2 separate regions of the Sus scrofa genome follow, and region 2 is linked to region 1. A link is a contact called in public promoter capture Hi-C data. All regions are on one chromosome and are shown on one strand. The core of a region is the stretch at or near the end of the contact, and the rest is flanking DNA. Distances in the headings are between cores, read along the strand shown. Region 1 holds the start of C1H15orf61. Region 2 holds the start of SKOR1 (SKI family transcriptional corepressor 1).

What was found. Promoter capture Hi-C pulls out the DNA fragments that hold promoters and counts their contacts.
Region 2: a contact with region 1 is called in a promoter capture Hi-C map of fetal liver, with 2.4 times the contacts expected there. The contact joins the promoter of SKOR1 here to the promoter of C1H15orf61 in region 1. A contact is called at or near these places in 3 of 5 promoter capture datasets (fetal liver, fetal skeletal muscle and liver), 10 of 47 Hi-C or Micro-C datasets (embryonic fibroblasts, epiblast stem cells, fetal heart ventricle and 5 more) and 1 of 2 datasets of contacts at active chromatin or transcription factors (skeletal muscle).

Annotation. Positions count from the first base shown.
Region 1 is chr1:165,435,201-165,438,543 of Sscrofa11.1, reverse strand. It overlaps C1H15orf61, which reads right to left and starts at 1,734. Exons shown (of 2, transcript XR_297238.2): 1 at 1,082-1,734. LOC110261942 (a long non-coding RNA gene) reads left to right here and starts at 1,758. Exons shown (of 4, transcript XR_002346361.1): 1 at 1,758-1,853; 2 at 3,156-3,266.
Region 2 is chr1:165,752,052-165,755,394 of Sscrofa11.1, reverse strand. SKOR1 (SKI family transcriptional corepressor 1) reads right to left here and starts at 1,873. Exons shown (of 9, transcript XM_021100496.1): 1 at 1,767-1,873; 2 at 1-1,546. The coding sequence starts at 1,873.

The sequences.
Region 1 (3,343 bases), core at 485-2,984:
ACTCTACATTTGGGAAGAATGATTTTTTTCTGATTCTGAAAATGCTAAAATAAACTTATTCTTCTTGATTCTAGTCATCTCTCCAGTCTCTCCAAATAATTTTGAATTTAATTTTCTAAGTTACTACACTCTTCAACGTCATATCAACCTCAAAATTAGTAAGCATGCTCTATATAGTCCACCAGCCAGATAATAACACATATTTTTAAAGGATTACACATTGCTAAATAATCTCCTTAATGGAATGAAGCCAGGATAGTCCCTGTGGAGAAATGGCTCCAGAACCCCTTGACTGACTCACATGAGTCATTATAAGTAAAAATATACATATCGTATTTAAATTTAAGGAATAATCAGCTGTAATTCTGGCTGAAAAAAACTAGTTGGATAACAACGTGGGTCAGCTTGCACGTCTAGATTCTGATTTACTAGAATCTGGTTTAATTCGATATCAGCTATTAATGGGTTAAAAACACCTTGAGGCCTATTTTTCCCTGACCTATAAAAGGTGCACGCATGTCATTATTGGTTCACGCCTTTTCTGCCATTAACCAAAAGAAAATAAACATCCAGCAAGAGTAAATACTCTAGTTAGGGTTAGAATATTCCCATGAAAACATATGAGTATTAAAGAGGCAGTCTTTTACATATCTTTTAGGCCTAATATCTGATGAAGCTAACAACACTAACGAAAACCTTTAGTGCTCTAGTAAATCTAACTTTCTGGGATTTCACATAAAGAAAATAAAGACACTTAAAAAGTGGTGCGAGTTTTGATAATACGAATGCACCCACAAAATTATGTTCATGGATGGGAACGAATTCTGCCCCGCAATAAGGCATAAAAAAACAACAACAAAAACACTTTTCGAGCCATTTTCCAGGGGCTTAGGGGTTCTTCCAATTAAGAGTGGCAGGAAGTGAAGATGGCAAGCCCTCTCCCCAGGGGTGATGCAGGGTAGTCCCTTTCTACAAGCCTGTGGATAAGCCCCACAATCTGGGGCACGATTCAGAAGCAACAACTTAGCCTTCTCAAGGACCTGCGGGGCGGGGATACAGAAGACCAGCGACATGGACGAACCTGAAAGGTGGTGTTGTGGGGGGGACGCATACGCAGTCTGGGAAACTCCGCGGCCTGGGGCGAAGCGTCTCATCTTGGGCCGGGGTCTGGGCCTCGGAGCGAGAATGTTAGCGTGCTTTGCAAACAGTGGGGGGCATCATTTGCAGGGCGTGGTTCAGCGGCCCGGGCCACTCACCGAGGTTGATGACCTTGAGCGCCGTGAAGAACCGGTCCTGCCGGGCCAGGTCCTGCCAAGGGGCCTTGGAGCAATGGTACTTGATGAAGGGGAAGCAGCCGGTGCGCAGGACGTGGTAGTTGGCGCCCTGCACCGGCCAATTGAAGTGCGAGAGGCCGAACTGGTCGTTGCGGACTGCGCTGTAGGGCACGCAGAAGGATGTCCAGTGCGGCAGGCGCCGCTGTAGCAGGTGCCGGGTCAGCACCTCCGAGGCGCGGGGCTTCAGGCGGGAGGCAGCATCGGAGGCCCAGGGGCGGAAGAGCAGCAGCCGTAGCACGGCCTCGTGAGCCCTTCGGAGGGCCTCCATGACCGGCCTCGCCCGGGTCCCCCGCCCCTCGGCTGCCGTAGGGGTGCGCGCCGTTGGGGGCGGGGCCGCAGGAACGTGCCCGCGCGCCCGCTCCCCGGGGCGAGCGGCGGGACGCCCAACCGGCGTTGCGCGAGTGCACGAGACATCCCCGGGGGCGCGGTGACGCGTGCGCACAAAGGTCCCGCCAGCTAAGGGCGCAGAGCCTGGCGGCGGGAGCCGGGCGGAGAGTGCGGCTTGCCCTTTCTGAGCAGGTAGTTAAGTCGTCACTAAGGTCCTCACGTAGTCGTTAATAACCCCGGGCGGGGGGAATACGCGAGTTTTATCAGTTTAGGTATGAGGAAAATTAAGTTTTAAAACAAAAACATAACCGCTCTCTTGAGCTGCAGAATTCAAGCCCACATCTCTTTTCCAAACCCCAGGCCCAAGTGAAATCCTTACTTGGAGTTACTGCGGAGACAATTGAGAAGGTTTCCTCAGGGAAGTGAGTTAAAAGCTAAGGGCCCAGATTTGCAGTGGCTGGTAAAGTCAGAAAGTGCTTTTGTCTCTAGGACCCCTCAGTGGTGTTGTATAAAATAAATCCCAGATATTTCAACATAAAAAGTTTATTTTTTTGAAGTTCCCTTATGGCACAGCGGGTTAAGGATCCTGCGTTGTCGCTGAAGCGGCTGGAATCGTTGCTGTGGCAAGGGTTCGATCCTTGGCCCGAGAATTTAAACGTGCTGTAGGTGCGGCCAAAAAAGAAAAAAAGTTTATCTGTAAAAAAGTCCCAAGGCTTGCTATGCGATGCGCACCACCACCTCCCTCCTAAAAGCCTGGTGAATGCCAGACCAGGAGTCTTAGTTATAAATCTTAATAATAATCTTTAGTCACCCAATATCAAATCTATTACTTTAGGAAAAACTTTTATCAAACTTTGCAGCTTCTTGAGGTAGTAACATATACATTGGTTTTCTGTTATATGTCCGAAATTCATCATGTTGAAGAAACCATGCATAAATGAGATGTGTCTGGAAAGTGCTGTTTGTAAATGAGGTAATGGTGTGTAAACACCATGTAACAATTACTATTATTGTTGAAAATGCAAGGGGAATGTAGGATAGTGTGGCTAGCTTTTACATTCTCCAGTTTTTATTGATTCATTCAACAAACATTGATTGAGCACCCACTACCATGTGCCAAATCTGGTAGGTTAAGTAGTTTTAGGGACCTTATAGTCATACAAATAATTTGAACTTTTTAGGATTCGCTATTAGATAAAAAATTTTAAAGGATTTTAGGTGGAGGCATGATGTAGTTAGATTTGCTCAGAAATGGCTGGAGAGAGGCTAAGCTGAGTCAGGGAGGTGATTCAATACTGTGATTTCAAATTAAATTTTAAAAAGTATTGGAGTCCTTTTTCAAACAAAATCTGTCATAGAACTCCATCGTATAAAGTACATGAAAACTTGTCTTTTATTACTAAACATAATTGCAGAATTTTAACATTAAAGGTAAATTTTAAAAACGAGGCTAGTTTGTTGTCTTGGGTTTTTATTTTGTTTTGTTTTTAGCAGAAAAGGAATATACTGGAAGGAAATTGGATAGCTAAAATAGCAAATCGAAATCTGCAGAACCAAGCTTAGAAATGGGAAGAAATCGAGGAAGATTGGCCCACAAAGACAAAGGTAAGACCAACAGGAACTAGTATGGTTGGAATGCAATGGCTGGCCCCACTGCCAGTGGACTTTTGATCCTGCTGTTT
Region 2 (3,343 bases), core at 624-3,123, 320 kb before region 1:
ACAGCGATCCTCTGCGACTAGGCTGCCCTCCTTGGCCGGCTCGGCACCGTCCAGGGGCTCTGGGCCGCCACCACCGGCCGCCGCCGCGGCCGCTGCAGCCGCCGCCGCTACAGCCGCCGCCACGGCCTTGGCTTGGCTCTGCGCGGCTGGATAGGGCGGCACCGGGAGGCTGCCTGCCGCCGGCCAGAACATAGGAAACGTCGGATATACAGTGGCTGCTGCAGCCGCCGCTGCCACGGCCGCCGCGTCCTTGGCTGCCCCGGAGGGCTGGTGACCCCAGAACATAGCGCCGCTGCCTGGGCCAGCCCCCGCCCCAGGGGGCAAGTGGCCAGTTCCTGGGCCGCCCGCGCCTGCGCCAGTGCCGGCACCCCCGCCGCTCCCTGTGCCTGGGCCGCCCTTGGGTTCGCCCGCGCCTAGCACCGGGTCGTCCTTTTTGGGGCAGAGGCCGAAGGCGGTGGGGAAGCTGTAGGGATGAGGGAAAAGCGGCGGGGGCAGCTTCTGCAAGAGGCCAAAGCCCTTGCTGGGCACCGGGATCACCGGGTAGCTGCGTACGCCGGTGCCTCCACCAGGCCCTCCAGGACCCCCGGGGCCACCGGCTCCCGCCGCCAGACCAAGTCCCCGCTGCGGATGAGGAGGAGGCGGCCCGGGAGGTCCGGCGGCCTCATCTTCGCCACAGCGCAGGCTTTTGTGGGGTGGCGGGCCTGGGGCCATTTCCGCGCCGCAACCGGGGCCGCCACTGCCGCCACCGCCAGCACCACCCTTTCCCTGCCCACCCGACCCGCCGTTAGCGCCGCCGCTGCCTCCTTGCAGCGAGAAGGTCCGTTTGCGGGTGCCGCCATTGAACATGGCCTTGACGTCCTCCCAAGCGTGGCTCAGTTCGTCTGTAGCCGACTTGTCACTGAGTTTGAGGTGTCGGCGCCACGAGTTAAAGTTGGCTGCGTCGGGCTGCGTGTACTTGGCGTCAGGTGTGCGGTGCGAGTGGAAGATGAACTTGTTGGGCGAGAAGTACATGCTGCAGTAACCGCATTTGATGCACTTGGCACGCGAGCTGTTGTAACGCGCGGGGATGAAGCTGCCACGCGAGCCCCAGGCGCACTCGTGCACTACATCGAAGGCGAAGTTCTCAGGTAGCTTGGGTGGCTTGTGTTCGCCCAGGAACGACTTGCACAGCCGTTCGGCCTCGCGCTTCGTGATCATGCCGCAGCGGCGCGACGAGATGGGCATGGCCCCGGCCCGACGCAGAATCTCCAGCTGCACCGGCGTGCACTGCACGCACGTGATGCCCAAGGCCACGCGACGGTTGTGGATCTCATTGTAGCTGTAGTTCTTGAGGAGAGTGTTGGAGATCTGTGCTAGGCAAAGGCGCTCCTGACCATCGATGACCAGAGACACGATAGGCACACCGTACAGCGACGTCTCGCCCACTTGGTTGGGTTTGAGAGCGCTTGAGCCCGAGTAGGGCTGCAGCTCCTGCTTGGAGTTGGGTGAGGAGCTGCCCTCGCGCCCCGGCCCCAGCTGAGTGGTGAGAGCCTCCATGCCGCCGCTCCTGCGAAACAGAGAAAGCAGAGAGCCAATAAGCCATTTTCAGCGCCAACGCGGCTCGGCCCGCCCAGGAGGGCGCGCCGAGTGAGGCGCGCAGGGAAACTTGGCAATGGGGAGTCCAAGCTCATTCGCCCCCTGGACGGGCGCCTTTTGTTATTCAGACGGGTGCTGGCGCTGGAACAAAAGCCCCCAAGGTTTGGAGATGGAGTAGGGGTAATTGAGACCTCTGGAATGCCCCGGTAGCTAGGAACCCGATCTGGTTTTCAGATTGGGGAGGAAGTGGGACTCAGAGATGGAGAGTGACTTGCCCAAGGCCACACAGCAAAGCCATTGCCAAACCCGCGCTTCCTGGCGCCCGAATCCGTGCGCCTTCGGCCACCCTCACAGCCTGCCCTACCCGCCCTGGTGCTGAAGCCGGGACTTCGGGGACAGGCCGCCCCTCTGCTCAGTCGCGCATGCACGCGGGCGGGCGGGGGCAGCGCCAGGAGGAATGGGGGGAGGGGCGGTCTCTGCCCACCTCCAGACAGCAGGGGGCGGACGGCGCGGGGCGGGGGGGCGGGGGGCCGAGGCGGGGGGGAGGCAAGGAGAAGGAGGAGGGTCTTGAGGCCGTGAGGGAGGCGGGGAGAGGCAGAGACGACCGCTGTTCACGGTGCTGAACCCGGCTCTCTCCAAAGCACGCCTCGAGCTTCCAGCCCCAGGCTTGCCCTCAATGCACTCAGCTCCGTGCCCAGCCGGCTCCCCAGGAAAACAGCGCTGCCTTCCACAAACACAAGCTTTTCCTCTCACTCCCGGAGCTTTGCATTCGTTGAGCAGAAAGATTCTGGCTGGAGCCGTTTTCTATAATTCGTTTTCTTTCCAGCCATCGATGGGATCAGGGTCAGGCAATTCCTAACCACGTTTTCTGCATTTTTAGCTGCGTTCCAGACTAAAACTGGTTTCCCTCTGGGTCAGCACGTGGGATGGAGAGGCTTTAGTAAGTTTCTCAGAAGCCACTTCTCCTTTGCTTCTAGCAACCCACTCCCTAAGTTTTCCTCCTTCAAATATGCTTTTTCCACCCAGGCCAAAAGCAGTCTCTCCAGGCTCTGAGCTTCCTCTTTTGGGGGCGTCATCTTTTTGAGTATCCTTCATGCTGGGCTGTCCTGACTCATTTTGGCTGAAAGGAATCCTGGCTGGTCTCTGAAGCTACCACAAGCCTCCAGGTCAAAAGTTACTGCTGGTCCTGAGCTTTACTCTCTGGCCAAGGCTAGGAGGCAGCCAGGTCCAGGGACATCAACAGCAGGAGGACACGAGGATGATGCTTGGGGCCCCCTAGGTGACCCAGCCCTGCCACGTGTCATCAGACACGGAAGGCTCCCTCCACCCCCATGGCTGAAGGCGCTCCTGCGGCCCAGGCAGGCCAACCCTAAGGGCCCCTCCCCTAAACTCGGCAGGAAAGGCAGATCCATTTTTACAGGGGCAGCTCCAGCCCGACAGGGGATCAGACCTCAAAAGCCTCACCAAGGAAACTGAGATCTTCTGAGGGTCCATCTCTCTCCCTCTCTCCGTCTAGGTGCCCCTCATCTGTCGATCTTATCTGTCCCTAAGGTGTCTGTCTCTCCCAGCTCACGCCTCTTTCTCCCATCTGTCCTTATACCTTCTTAAATCAAGCTATTTAATCTGTTATCTGCCTGTTTCATCTTTATCTCCGTGGATCAAATTGAAACTAGTTGACCCTCCTTTTGCGTTAAAGTCCCTCCTAACATTTTAGGAGGAAAAAGCACTGACCTAACTCCTTGGCTGAAGGGTCAGCAAGAAAAGCCCC